2 separate regions of the Canis lupus genome follow, and region 2 is linked to region 1. A link is a contact called in public Hi-C data. All regions are on one chromosome and are shown on one strand. Each heading gives the region's core, a stretch centred on a gene start, on an enhancer-like site or on the middle of the called end of the contact. The rest is flanking DNA. Distances are from core to core; before and after follow the strand shown.

Region 1 (7,491 bases), core at 2,875-5,374:
CCAAAGAACACTTACTGATACATATCTCCAGCGTTAGCACACAGTTTGACATATAGTGGTGATGAATAAATATGAAATGTTTAAAAAGGATATTGAACAACTAACTTTTGACAAAAGCAGAGAAACAGAATAGTGGAAAAAGAATAGCCTTTTAAGAAATATTGCTGGAACAACTGGATATCCATATGTAACAAATATGAACTGGAATCCATGTCTTAAACCATTAAAAAAAGTAACTCAAAATGCATCATAAACCTAAATATACAGCCTAAACTATAAAACTTCTAGAAGAAAACATAGTAAAAGGTCTTTGTGAACTTAGAGTTGGCAAAAATTTTTTAGAAATGACACTAAAAGCACAATCCATAAAAGAACAGATTGGACTTTATTAAAATTTAAAACTTCTGTTCTTCAAAATTCTTGTTGAAAACAAAAAGACCAGCCACATACTGTAATAAAATCTTTGCAAAGCATATATCTAGTAAAGAATATATTAGATATATTCCAGAACATATAAAGAACGCTCAAGACAAAAACAACCACCCAATTTTTTTAAATGGAACAAAGATCTAAACAGGTGCTTCACCAAAAGATATACAGATAGTGAATAAGCACATAAAAAAGATATTTAATATCATCAGTCATTAGGAAAACTCCTTTAATACCACAAGATACCACTGCACACCTATTAGCATGGCTAAAGTTAAAAATGATCATACCAAATATTGGTGAGGATGTGCGGGAAATGGAACTCTGAATACAGTCTTGATGGGAATGTAAAGTAGTTCAACCACTCTGGAAAACCATTTAGCAATTTTAAAAAATATATATATCTACCATAAGACCCAACCATTCCACTTCTAGATTTTTACCCAAGAAAAAAGGAAATGTATGTCCACACAAAGACTTGTACACAAATGTTCATAGCAGCTTTATTGGTAATAGCCCCAAACTAGACACAACCCAAATGTCTACCAACAGATGAGTGGGTAAGTTGCAGTACAACCATATAATGGAATACACTCAGCAATAAAAAGGAATGAACTATTGGTATACAGAACAATATGGACAAATGTTGAGATAGTGATACTGAGCAAAAGAGACTAGGCCCCCCCCCAAAAAAAAAACCCGTCTGATTCTACTTACATAAATCTTTAGAAAATGCAAATGAGTGTATAATGACAGAAATTAGATCAGTGGTTGCTTAGGTGTGGGAGGTAAGGAGGAATGCAAGAAAGAAACTACAATGGGGCATAAGGAAACTTGAGGATGATAGATCTATTCACTTGACTTATATATAAGGGATATATACCTCAAAACTTCACAATTACATACTTTAGATATGCTCCACATATTACATGTCAATTATACCTTAATTAAGCTGTCTTTAAAAAAAAAAAAGGCCCTGGGCAGCCCGGGTGGCTCAGTGCCTTAGCGCCGCCTTCAGCCCGGGGCGCGATCCTGGAGACTCAAGATCGAGTCCCACGTCGGGCTCCCTGCATGGAGCCTGCTTCTCCCTCTGCCTGTTGTCTCTGCCTCTCTGTGTGTGTGTGTGTCTCTCATGAATAAATAAAATCTTAAAAAAAAAAAAAAAAAAGCCCTGCAACTCAGCTTGTCAGATTTTAAGAGGAGCACAGGGGAAGCGGAATGGAAATCTCGGTTAAAGGCTTCAGTGAGGTTTGTGAATTACCCAAGTATGCAAAGAATCCATGCTTCCCTCGCCTAGCTAAGCTTCAGCATGAGTCACGTTTCTGCTATTCTCCAGAAATGGTGACAACCACCACTATTGGGTTTTGTTTTCAGGAAGAGAATAACCCAATCAGTATAAAATTAATTTCCACGTCTTGTGAAAGATTATCAATTGAGCATATAATCCACATTTTAAAACATTTTTCAAGGGTGTTCTACTTGCAGAATAGTTTTAATGTTGAGACTAAAGTTTTTGCATGTAAATTCCAATACAGACACACTAGTCGTTTAATCACACAGAACCTCAGTTTCTTCATCTGTGAAATGCCGTAAGAAAGAAGAAAAACAGAGAAACTAAAAACAACAGACTGTGCCAGAATTATTAATTCTTCCCTTTTGGGCAGAGCCTCTTTCCTCCTCCTCTGAGCGATGTCCATTTCTTCCTATCACCACCTGCAGTAATAATCTTGAGAAAGCCAAACTTGTACCCTCCACTCCTCTGTCACTAGACTCTTTGAGAGAGGTCCACAAGGAAGGTCCTTGTCAGCGCCCTGACCGACCATCACACTAGTCAAGAGGCCCACCAGACTCAGCGGTGACCGAGGAGCCCAGTGAGGTGTTGGGCGGGCCTTGAGCTCTCCGTATTGCATGTTCTGGGGGTTGGGTTTCACTTTCCAGACAACCATTATTCGTTGAACAGTTGGATGGGTGATATCTCAACAGTATCTGCATTTGTAATGGGGGGTAAGGTAGTTTTCCAGGGTGGCCTGGGTTCTCCAGGAGCTAAGCCATATAAGCTCCGACCCTTTAAGCGAGGATACAAGAACTAGGGCTTACTGAATGGAACAGTGGTTGAGCCCACGGACTCCAGCACTAAGCAGCTCTGGCTTCAATTCCCAGCCATCACCTAATGTGTGGTACTTGAGCATTTCCGACACTCAAGTGTTTTCGTCTCCACAGTGGGGCTAAAGCAACCTGATGTCTCTCCACGTTATTAACTTCCTGTAAATTACAGCACCCTCGCCAAATTATGAACACTAAAGAGAGGCATTAACCCACTAACTGATTCACCTCTTCTTAACTACATACTTACATCAAAAGCTTGCATAGTTAAAATTTGCTGGGAAAACGAAGCTTTCCCTTCTGAGTTAAGCCCATAAGAAGACAAGACCTAGAAGCAAACGAAAACCAAGGTCCTCAAAGGATACAAACCTCAAAACAGCCAAGCAGGTTTGCCAACAGAGCTCCGCCTCCACGCAAGCCCGGCCCACTTCCGGCTGCCCCACCCACCCACCCACCCTCTGACACTGGAACGCCGCCCCTCTCCGTGAGGTCCCGCCCCCCCGCACCTGATCTTGGCTCCCATTGGGCGAATCTGGATGCTGTATACACCCCCGACACACGCACGTTTGGCAGGGGCGTCTTCGCGCCTGCGCAGCAGCGCCGTCAGGCGGCTGGGTACTAGGGGCTGGGGGGAGGGGGCCGGAGGAGGTCAGGCCGAATCTTCCTCCGTAATAAGAAGCTACGCGTCCTGCGGTCCTGGCTCCGTGGGTCGGGTCGGATCCGGCCTGGGCGGTGGAGCTGCTGTGGCTCCCGCCGCGGCGGGTGCGATGGAGGCCGTGCCAGAGCCCAGCACTCACGCCGGGGAGGCCCAGACAGCGGACGGTGCTAGTAGATGAGGCGGCGGCGGCGGCGGCACGGGCTCTCCATGAGCAAGCGGCGGCGGCGACGGGTGCGGCGGCACCGGCGGTTTTCGGTCCCCGGGGAGGTACGAGAAGTCGGCTTCCTGGTGGACGGAGACTGGCCGGTGTGCGGACGCCTTCCGCGGCCCGGCTCTGCCGCCCAGCGCCCGCAGTCCCAGGCGCTTAGGGGACCCTTACCTGGACGCGGGCAAGGCCGCCCAGCCGTTTCACCTGCTCGGGGCTCGGGGGCCCGCCAGCCTTGCGGGGCCAGCCCAGGTGCCGGGCCTTGGCTAGCGCAGAGGGCCGGGGGCGGGGTAGGCGTGGCCCGAGCGCGGGGGCCGGAGGCGGGCGCCCACCGCGCGGCCAGCCGGTCCCGGCCGCGAAGCCGCGTGCAGCTTCACGGGGGAGCGCGTGGCCCTTTTCCAGGCTATCTCGGGGTGTGATTCCAGAGAGGACCCTTAGGACCGCCGAGCTCTTAGGGAGTGCAGCGTTCTGTGCCTAGGGCGAGCGGTCCAGGTTCTCACGACCGCTGTCACCCTTGAAAATGACCGCAAAAGAAAGGTGTCGTTTTGCCAAGGAAATAGAGGTCGGTGGAGTCTTCCTGGCTTACTTAAACTGGAGGGCCTGTTGAATCCCGACAGCGATGCCAGCAGCATACCTCCTCCAGGGCTTCTGATACAGTGCTTAACCAAAGTCTTTTTCGACGGTGTGGTGAAATCCTAAAACAATTTTTAGTGAAGCTCTTGGCAGCCATTTCCCCACTTTTTTTTTTTTTTTTTTTACTCATTTTTGTTGTAATTTTCTTTGTAACAAATCACCACCTTAATGCTGAAACGATTAAGTGTCCTCTAGTTCTTCCAGTCCTCTCTACCCCTGTCTTTCCCTTCCCCCTCCCCCCCAAAAAGGCTAAAGAAGTTAGTTTCGTTTTACAGATATATATATATATATAAGTATACATAAAATTGTAGTTTGCCTTTCTTAAGTATATCCATTGCTGTAGTTATTCTTTATTCGGTCATGTCTAAAAGATGGTTTGAAGAAAAACAGTGCAGAGATTTACGATTCCTTCCCAGGGCAACATTTGGGAATCTGAGCTCAGGCTTGTGACCTTGCTACAAAGTTTTTTAAAATTACACAGAAATAAAGGAAACCATGAAGAAAGTTATTTTCATTTTTAAAGCATTTGAATGCCATGGGATTTTTGAAAAATCTCCAAAAACATTAAGAAACAGTTGGTGTTTGCCTAAGGCTCCAGATTTGCCACGCCCTCTTATTCCGAAATGGTTGACTAGAGCCAGCACGTTACTGACTATGAATAAACAGCTACACTGAAGACTAAATATAGTGTTGAATATTTTAGAGCCCACAGTATCTTGCCTCAAGCTGAAAATACTGTGTGTGCGTGCGCCCGCGTTGTCTATATTGTAGAACTGAACTTTTAGTCGGCTAGTATTGTAAAATCGGTTTAAATTTATTTAAAGTGTAAAAACAGTTTTTTGGTTTTTTTTTTTTAACGGTAGTTAACACAATGTTACATTAGTTTCAGGTGCACAACATAGTGATTCTGCAAGTCTGTACTCTGTGAACTTCATTTCTTACACAAAAACACAGAGGTCTGCACTTCTGAATATTGGATTTATGTTGTGCCTGCTTTTCTTTTTCATGAAAATATACTTTTCCATAGAAGCAACATTGAGGAACCCTATGATGTTTTTAGTTTAGGCAGTTATTATCTCAAGTAAAGCCGTATTTTCAATTCAGTTTCATTAGGACCTCATTCTTTAACTTTGTACAATTTTGCTTTGTATACTACACATGACCTGAACGTGTTACTAGAATACTCTCAGTGACTAAAAACAAATTGCTTAGCTAACTTCAAGGTTAGGAGAAGGATAAATAGTTTAAATAAGGAGGACACCCCCATTCGTTCCCAAAACATACAAAGAGGGGAATCAGATTACTTACCAAGTCAGATCTTCACAGCAGGGCCTCTATAGTTAAAATAGAATATCCAGAATAGTCCTAAACTGTAAATGAAAAATCCCAAAGTGCATAGAAATGATTTTTGTATCAACTGGGCACTATTCAGTTAAGTACTCTGGATTACTTTTCATATGTGGTCTTTCAAAGATAATTGGCCATTATTCTGTAGCCCAGCTAAGAATTCCATTATAGCATTTTCATAAGTGGAATCATGTATATTAAAAAGGAAATGAAGCACAGCTTGTATTTTGAAGAGCTAAGGAGGTTTTACATGAGGAATGCGCCCGACCAAATTTAGATTGCATCTTCAAATAGCTCTGTTTTTATTTAGGATTTTTTATTTCAGGGTCTTCCTATGTCACAGATAAAATTATATAAGATATAATTAGTATAAAAGTCTGTCAAATGCTCATCCTGCACCTCAAAAAAGATTGCGCTTCTTAAGTGGTCTTTCCAGAGGCCATGCATATTGCAAAAAAAAAGGCTCAGCTTGAATCACTTTAAATTTTTTCGTTATATTGGTAGACCTTCTAACCAAATTTAATTTGAATTTTTTTTTTTTTTTTAACGATTTTATATTTAAGTCATCTCTATACCCAACATGAAGCTCAGACTTACAGCCGGGAGATCAGGAATCACAAGCTCTACCAACTGAACCTGCCAGGCACCCCTAATTTGAATCTTTATATAGCTTTGTTTTCATTTAAACATATCTCATGCATTTATGAGTGCATATGAAATCACAAATTTACATGTTCTATTTTAAACTTTTAAAATGCAGGATGAAGACACTGTTTGAAGAGATCAAAGCATCAATTAAAAATAACTATAACCAAGATCGCTCATTTTGGAGGCCTGTTCTTCCTTGGGGAGGTGTTTTTACTATCAAAGCTGGCCGCAAAGCAGTTTCCTGTACGCCACTCTATGTTGAAATAAGACTGAAAAATACCTGCACCATAGATGGATTCTTGATGTTATTATATGTCATTCTTAATGAAAATGAAAACTTCCCCAGGGAACTCTCTCTTCATTTAGGTCGGGAGTTTGTAGACTGTTTCCTTTATTTAATGGACACCTACAGTTTCACAACTGTGAAGCTACTTTGGATTTGGGACAAGATGGAAAAACAGCAATACAAATCTGAAGTTCATAAAGCTTCATTAATAATTGATTTATTTGGGAATGAGCATGATAATTTTACAAAAAATCTCGAAAATCTCATGTCTACCATACAAGAGAGTTACTGTTCCAACTGGCGATGCCCAACTCGAGTGCAGGAAGATCAGCAACGCACAATTAATATAAAGTAAGTTTCTTCAAAGTCTGTCACTTTTAGCAAAAATAATATATTTCTTAAGTGAATGTTGCTATAAATAAATAAATATAGTCAAAGTGTTTCCTAAAGTACAGACAGATCCTGTGCATTTACTTACACATAGCAACCACACAAAGGCAGGACTGTAGTTAAGTCCCATGACAAAAGTGTTACCATTTGTTAAATCCAAATATCTTAGAATTGACTTTAGAAAACCAACTGGTAACTATTATTTAACTTGGATAGTAATGAATTAGTATGCAAAATGTTTTACTCATGCATTGAATTTGCTAATATGACTGTAGATAATTTTTTGTGTCACAAACATAACCTCTTAAAGAACATTTAATACTCTACTGGAGTGTGTCACCTCTGGAATGGATTTCTGTTGAATAGGGTATTTCTACATGAACAAAAAGATTGAAAATATTCCTTCTTTTCATGGCCAGGGCATAATTATAGACAGAAATCCCACACTTGGAATCTTCATACCTGGAGAAGATAGGATGCGAGGAGCTCTTTCATTGACTAGGAGAGGTGCTGATAGCCTGCCGAGAATTTTGGCTTTGAGAGAGAAGGCAGACCTCTAGACTGGTAAATGATAGGGAGGAAGGCCAAACTGGCAAGCTCTAGTGGAGTGTTGGGAAATATTAAAGCCCCCAAAGGACATGAGCTGGGAAAAGAATAACTGCCAGTGGAAAAACAGGACAGAAAAACAAACCCAAACATGTTGTTGTCAGAAAGTATATTTGGCCCTGTGGTCCAGAAAAGCAGCTTAATAGATGTTCCCTTTTGAAGATATACATCAGATACCCTAACTTA
Region 2 (7,491 bases), core at 2,172-4,671, 140 kb after region 1:
TATCAGATAAAGGGCTAGTTTCCAAGATCTATAAAGAACTTATTAAACTCAACACCAAAGAAACAAACAATCCAATCATGAAATGGGCAAAAGACATGAAGAGAAATCTCACAGAGGAAGACATAGACATGGGCAACATGCATATGAGAAAATGCTCTGCATCACTTGCCATCAGGGAAATACAAATCAAAACCACAATGAGATACCACCTCACACCGGTGAGAATGGGGCAAATTAACAAGGCAGGAAACAACAAATGTTGGAGAGGATGTGGAGAAAAGGGAACCCTCTTACACTGTTGGTGGGAATGTGAACTGGTGCAGCCACTCTGGAAAACTGTGTGGAGGTTCCTCAAAGAGTTAAAAATAGACCTGCCCTACGACCCAGCAATTGCACCGTTGGGGATTTACCCCAAAGATACAGATGCAGTGAAACGCCGGGACACCTGCACCCCGATGTTTATAGCATCAATGGCCACAATAGCCAAACTGTGGAAGGAGCCTCGGTGTCCAACGAAAGATGAATGGATAAAGAAGATGTGGTTTATGTATACAATGGAATATTACTCAGCTATTAGAAATGACAAATACCCACCATTTGCTTCAACGTGGATGGAACTGGAGGGTATTATGCTGAGTGAAGTAAGTCAGTCGGTGAAGGACAAACATTATATGTTCTCATTCATTTGGGGAATATAAATAATAGTGAAAGGGAAAATAAGGGAAGGGAGAAGAAATGTGTGGGAACTATCAGAAAGGGAGACAGAACGTAAAGACTGCTAACTCTGGGAAACGAACTAGGGGTGGTGGAAGGGGAGGAGGGCGGGGGGTGGGGGTGAATGGGTGACGGGCACTGGGGGTTATTCTGTATGTTAGTAAATTGAACACCAATAAAAAATAAATTAAAAAAAAAGAAATAATACACAATATGGAACATGTAAAAAAAAAAGATTACTTGCCCTTTTCTTTTTTCTTTTCTTTTTTTTTTTTTTTAGATTTTATTTACTTATTTGAGGTAGCACAAGCACAGTAAAGGGGGTAGGGCAGAAGGAGAAGCAGCAGGGAGTGGGGGGAGGGCAGAGGGAGAAGCTGGCTCTCCACTGAACAGAGTCAGCTAAATGGGGGGCTCCATCCTCGGACCCTGGGACCATGACCTGAGCTGAGGGGAGAGAATCACCTAAATCTAAGCCACCCAGGCGCCCCACCCTTCTCTTATTTCAAGGGGTGAAAGTTGTGACACTTTTTTTATATATATTTTATTTTTATTTATTCATGAGAGACAGAGAGAGAGAGAGGCAGAGACACAGGCAGAGGGAGAAGCAGGCTCCACACAGGGAGCCTGACGCGGGACTCAATCTCAGGTCTCCAGGATCAAGCCCTGGGCTGAAGGCAGCACTAAACCATTGGACCACCAGGGCTGCCCTGTGACTCTCCTCGCTAGAGGGTTTTTAAAATTATAAAACAACCAAGACCTTAGTATTTTAATCATCTGTTTTGATCAATTAGATATTGCTAAATGTCCCTACTGGTCAGACCATTCAATTACCACAAAGCTCTGCTCCCTATTATCCTTATCATACTTCTTTGCCACTAATAATTGAGTTCTCTGCCATCTAGGAACCTTTGTATCACCATTGAAATCATGGCACCTATATCAACAGAAGACTACTCTAGCATCCTCTAGCCACAGAGAATAACCACTATATAATCTTCCTTGACTTATGATGGGGATATGTCCTAATAAATCCATTGTGAGTTGAAAATGTAAGTTGGAAATGTGTTTAATACACCTAACCTATCAAACATCATAGCTTAGCCTAGACTAACTTTAACATGCTCAGGAAACTTACACCAGCCTATAGCTGGGGAAAATCATCTAACACAAAGCCTGTTTTATAATAAAGTGTTAAATATATCATGAAATTTATTGAATACCATACTGAAAATGAAAAAACAGAATGGGTGTATGGGTACAGAATGGTTTTAGGTTGGTTGTTTACCCTCATGATTGAGTGGCTGTGTGTGCTTAATCACTCTTGTACCACTTTGAAGTCGAAAAATTAAGTTGAACCATCATAAGTTGTAGTACTTTCCAAAGATGCTGTCCCTTCACCGGTGTGTTTCTTAAATCTTGGTGAAGGGAGTGTACCTGGCACTCCTAGGATACATAGTTATAGATGAGTGGAAAGTTGTTCATCAGTAGTTCATGCTAACACTCCTATAGAACAAACAGTTAGTACCATTCCTGGCTATTTAAGCTAGCATATTGAATTTATACATACATATATATGTATATGTTAATATGTAATATTACAAATATACATATTGCATATATATAGTCTAACCTAAAATCATTTCCTCCTCAGTCTAGCACTCAATGAAATTTCTCATGTATTCTTCATATTTTTGTCAACATAAATTTGTAAAGTTTCAACTGTCTTCCTACATAAATCCCACTGTACAGGTTTGACATTATAATTGGCCTCCACAATATGCTGAAATCTGATTCTGCTGTAAGTTTAGAAAAGACGGTAAGTAGGCCGCCTGGGTGGCTCAGTGGTTGAGTGTGTCTGCCTTTGGATCAGGTCGTGATGATCCTAGGGTCCTGGGATGGAGTCCCACATCAGGATCCCCACAGGGAGTCTACTTTCTCCCTCTGCCTGTGTCTCTGCCTCTGTCTGTGTGTCTCTCATGAACAAATAAATAAAATCTTAAAAAAAAAAATGAAGATGGGAATGTAACTGAAGAGGATGGCTAAGTCTGTCAATGCAAGAAGCCTTCACTCATTTTATATATTCTTTTATTTATTTTTAAAGATTTTATTTATTCATGAGAGACACAGAGAGAGCACAGGGGGCGGGACAGGGGACTCGATCCCGGGTCTCCAGGGTCACGCCCTGGGCTGAAGAAGGCAGGCGCTAAACCGCTGAGCCACCGGGGCGTCCCTATATATTCTTTAAATGATCACGTCCCCAAGCCCCTCATTTGTTTTCACTACGGTTTCCTCTCTTTTGTTTGTTTTTGATGTTTCCTCTTGAGGAAACCTGGGAGGACCCAAGATCTGTATCATCCCGAAGAATGGAGATTTAAGGATGAATTTTTGCTCATGTTCAGGTGGAGGGGTAAGACCTGGGCAGTCGTTGGGAAAACCTTCGGTTTGCTCCATAAGACCACGATAGTTTTCTCTGAGGGGGGTGAGGCGCCGTCTACGGTTAAGATCGAGGATGTAAGAGGCCCTAAACACTTGTCTTTTCGCTTAGAAAGTCGCCGCGGAGCGGAGCAAACGGCGGGCAGCGGCACCGCGGGCCCGGGGCGGGGCCGAGGGCGGGGCCGGGGGCGGGGCCGAGGGCGGGGCCGGGGGCGGGGCCGGGGCCCAGGATCCCGCGGAGGGCGAGGCCCGAGCGCAGCGCCACCACGTGACTCCTTCGCCGCCCGGGCCAGCGGCGCATGCGCGAAGCGCTCCCGACGAGGCGGTCGTGGTGCTGGTGGCGGCTGCTGCGGGACGGAGACGGGGGAAGTGCCATCTTCGGCTCGGTTGGCCCAGACTGCGGCTCATGGCATTGAGTGGCATCCGTCGTCAGGTGGGCTGGGGCGGGCGTCTTGGAACTGGCTGGAGGGGGTGGTTTGCGGGGCAGGAAGGGGCCTGCCGGATTTCGGGCCGCGCTGGGGTTGCGGCCTCCGGCTCCCGCCCCCGCCCCCGCCCCGCTTGAGGCCTGGCCTGGCCTGGTCTCGGCTTCCAGCTGTCCCTTCCTTTCTCCTTCCCACCTGTTGGGTGGAGCAGGGCGAGGCTTCCTTTCTTAGTTAGACCAAACGTTTCTCTGACGGGTGCGCCTTATAAAGGGCGGGTGTCTGTGGGCCTCCACCTGGGCTTCGGGAGCGCGTTGGGGTTACGTGGGAAGCCCTAGCTTCGCCAGGAGCCGGAAGGCCGCGTGCTGGGACGACTGGAAGTGGAGGGGGCCCCATAGTAGCCGGCAGACGACTGCGAGAATTCAGATTCTGTTCGTAAGAGCTTGGAGGCGCCTTGTAGTGGCGCGTTCCGCGTTCCGACCGCCCCAGCCGCGCTGTTGCGACCCTGAGTCACAGCACCGCCAGCGTCGCCCAGGGCTTTTGGCAGCGTAGGATAGAATCGAGAAAAACAGACATTAAAGGTCCCGGTAGGATCTCTTAAAAGGAGCCTGTTTTCAATCAGAGGCCAACACTGGCGTTTGTCTCGCTCTGAAATCACATCTTTAATAAGTAGTACTGCTCTTCATGCGTTATGGATGATCATGTAATACCGTATGGTTTTATGCGGATTATATTGTTACTTTTTAGTTGGATGTTTATGTTGCCTTCCCTTTAAGGACTTTAGGTTATTTGGCAACTGATCCAGTCTGTTCAGAAATACTTTAAACTTGGGATCCCTGGGTGGCTCAGCGGTTTTGCGCCTGCCTTTGGCCCAGGGCACAATCCTGGGGTCCCGGGATCGAGTCCCGCGTCGGGCTCCCTGCATGGAGCCTGCTTCTCCCTCTGCCTGTGTCTCTCTCTCTCTCTCTGTCTATCATAAATAAAAATAAATCTCAAAAAAAAAAAAAAAAGAAATACTTTAAACTTTTTTTTTTTGTTTTTTACAGCTGGAAAGGTTGGAAGCTTAAAGCAAATTTTATACAGGGAAGTATGAAGCTCATGTTGGGGAACCTAAGTATTTTGGTTTCTCTGAGAGCTTAACTGGATTAAAAAAAAAACAAGCCCCCCCCCCCCCCCCTCCTTTCTCTGTCCCATTTATCACCTTATTCTAGAGTTGCAAAAGTTGGAACTTTCTACTGTTCAGCTTCTGGTAGGGATAACGTGAACGAAAGGAGTTCTGCTAAAGAACTCTAGTTCCTGGATTGTGAACTCTGGAATAATTAGGGGTTGAGCAAAGATAGGTAGTTAGTAAGTGGTGTGAGATATTTGAAGTGAGAATTAGAAAGCACAATTTTTTTTAGTGTCAGAGTATTTGGTAATATTTTTATTTGCTTACCTATAGTTGAGTAAGAAAAAGAATTTTATAAATCAAATGATAAAAGGTGTGTGTGCACACGCGTCTTAAAGAGAAAGAACAGAGGCGCCTGGCAGGATTAATCAAGAGAGCACGTGACTTTTGATCTCTGGGTTATGAGTTTGAGCCCCACATTAGCTGTAGAGATTATTTTTATTTTATTTTATTTTTTTTTTAGATTTTTATTTTATTTATTTATTCATAGAGACAGAGAGAGAGAGGCAGAGACACAGGCAGAGGGAGAAGCAGGCATCATACGGAGAGCCCGACGTGGGACTCGATCCAGGGTCTCCAGGATCACGCCCTGGGCTGCAGGCGGCGCTAAACCGCTGAGCCACCCGGGCTGCCCTAGAGATTATTTTTATTTTTTATTTATTTATTTATTTATTTTTAATTCATTTTCTGCTACGTAGCTTTTATTTTTTATTTTTTATTTATTTATTTATTTATTTTTACATTTTTATTTATTTATGATAGTCACAGAGAGAGAGAGAGAGAGAGAGGCAGAGACACAGGCAGAGGGAGAAGCAGGCTCCATGTACCGGGAGCCTGACGTGGGATTCGATCCCGGATCTCCAGGATCGCGCCCTGGGCCAAAGGCAGGCGCCAAACCGCTGCGCCACCCAGGGATCCCTAGAGATTATTTTTAAATCTTAAAAAAATAAAGAGAAAGAATGGAACTTTTTGTAGTATGTTAATAAGTAATCTGCATAAAACATAAGGTGTGTGTGTGTGAAAAATATTCAATGGAGAAAGAAAGTACTAGTTCCAGTCAAGTGGTGATTTTTTTTCCCCCCAAAGACTTGGAGGTGATGCAGATATTTATGTAAATATATGTATATAAAGTTGAGTTTCTGGAACATACTCGGTGTCTAATATGTGGAAAATTGAAAAAGGTCAATCTGTGAACATTCTACTTAGCCTCTGAAAACAGTTGCCAAAACCGGTGGTTATGATAGTCTCTTCTTACCAACTTGTGTCTTCATATTGGCTTATCTGTGGAGGAGGGACAGAGTAACTTGCAGATTGTGAAGCTAGTTGATTTGCAATACTCAGATTGCTGACTTTTTAGTCCTTAGTGATGACTTTAGATTTTTTTGTGTTGCTCCGTTTATCAAAAGAGTGTATAGTATGGTTTTGGGTACCTATAGAGAGTTAAAAGGGAAGGTATTTAATTAGACTTCCCACTTTTAGTTAAGTGTTGGTTAAGTGAGCCTCCAAAAGACCTTTTAAATTTTAAGGTGGCATGCTAAATTGTTAGTGAAATGTTTAAAGTATGCTGTAACTGAACTAAAAGTTGAATGTGATATAGCATTGTATTTTTTAGTGTACTACATAGTCACTTCATCATATTTCATTCTTGTGGACTTTAGCCCTCTAATATGATTTTATAAGAAAATGAAATGTAAAAAAAAAGTGAAATATAGTAAAAAGGCATTGATTGATTTGTGAGTTGAGAAAAGGAGGAAAGTTTTGTTAGTCTAAGAGAATAGAGTAAGCCAGGGTTCAGACATGAAAATTATATTGGGCTCTGTAAACTGCAATGAGGAGGAATACTATAGGATTAGTATGTTTGAAAAGTTAAGTGGGGACCAGATTTGTCACTCACTTTTTCAACAGATTTAATGTGCTCTTACATACTAGACACTGTTTTAGGTTCTAGGAACACAGTAGTGAACAAAGGCACTACCTCTGTTCTGCTGAATTTAATATTACACCAATATTAATACATCCGTAGCAGTAGTGTAGCAATGTTTTTAAATTTTTTGACTAGGACCCATAATAGGTTGTACATGTAAATTTTGCAACCCAATAAACAGCAGTTGTATTCTGTATATATTTCAACAGTAAGCCCTTTTGCATGCATGAACTTTGATATATTGTTTTCTTTTTTTTTTTTTTTTTTTTAATTTTTATTTATTCATGATAGGCACACAGTGAGAGAGAGAGAGACAGAGACACAGGCAGAGGGAGAAGCAGGCTCCATGCACCGGGAGCCTGACGTGGGATTCGATCCCGGATCTCCAGGATCGCGCCCTGGGCCAAAGGCAGGCGCCAAACCGCTGCGCCACCCAGGGATCCCTTGATATATTGTTTTCAATTCTATATTTTTCCATTAAAAAGAAGAGAAGCTGATTTGTAGCAGTCTGAAATTTGAAAAACATTACTCAAGAGGTATTATAAAATAGGGGTGCCTGGCTGACTGAGTAAGTAAAACATGCGGCTCTTGATCTCCAGGTTGTGAGTTAGAGCCCCGTGTATGGTGTAGAGATTGTTTAAATAAATAAATGAACTTTTTTTTTTTTTTTTAAAGAGCGGAGATGGTAAATAACCTAAATTGTAGTAATAGCAGGACGCTGGGGTGGCTTAGCGGCTGAGCACCTGCCTTCGGCCCAGGGTGTGATTCTGGGATCAAGTCCCACATGGGGCTCCCTGTGGGGAGACTGCTTCTCCCTCTGCCTGTGTCTCTGC

Evidence for each region. A called contact is a pair of places that touch in the nucleus more often than the background predicts.
Region 2: a Hi-C map of blood shows a contact between it and region 1, with 2.4 times the contacts expected there. The contact joins the promoter of PRPF39 here to the promoter of LOC119872819 in region 1. A contact is called at or near these places in 2 of 9 Hi-C or Micro-C datasets (both in blood).

The regions. Positions count from the first base shown.
Region 1 is chr8:22,587,650-22,595,140 of UU_Cfam_GSD_1.0, forward strand. It overlaps LOC119872819 (translation initiation factor IF-2-like), which reads right to left and starts at 4,125. Exons shown (of 4, transcript XM_038544087.1): 1 at 4,030-4,125; 2 at 3,626-3,869; 3 at 3,039-3,553; 4 at 2,056-2,860. The coding sequence starts at 4,125. The coding sequence ends at 2,771. C8H14orf28 reads left to right here and starts at 3,154. Exons shown (of 5, transcript XM_038544600.1): 1 at 3,154-3,457; 2 at 6,136-6,660. The coding sequence starts at 6,137.
Region 2 is chr8:22,731,626-22,739,116 of UU_Cfam_GSD_1.0, forward strand. PRPF39 (pre-mRNA-processing factor 39) reads left to right here and starts at 3,422. Exons shown (of 14, transcript XM_038544616.1): 1 at 3,422-3,580.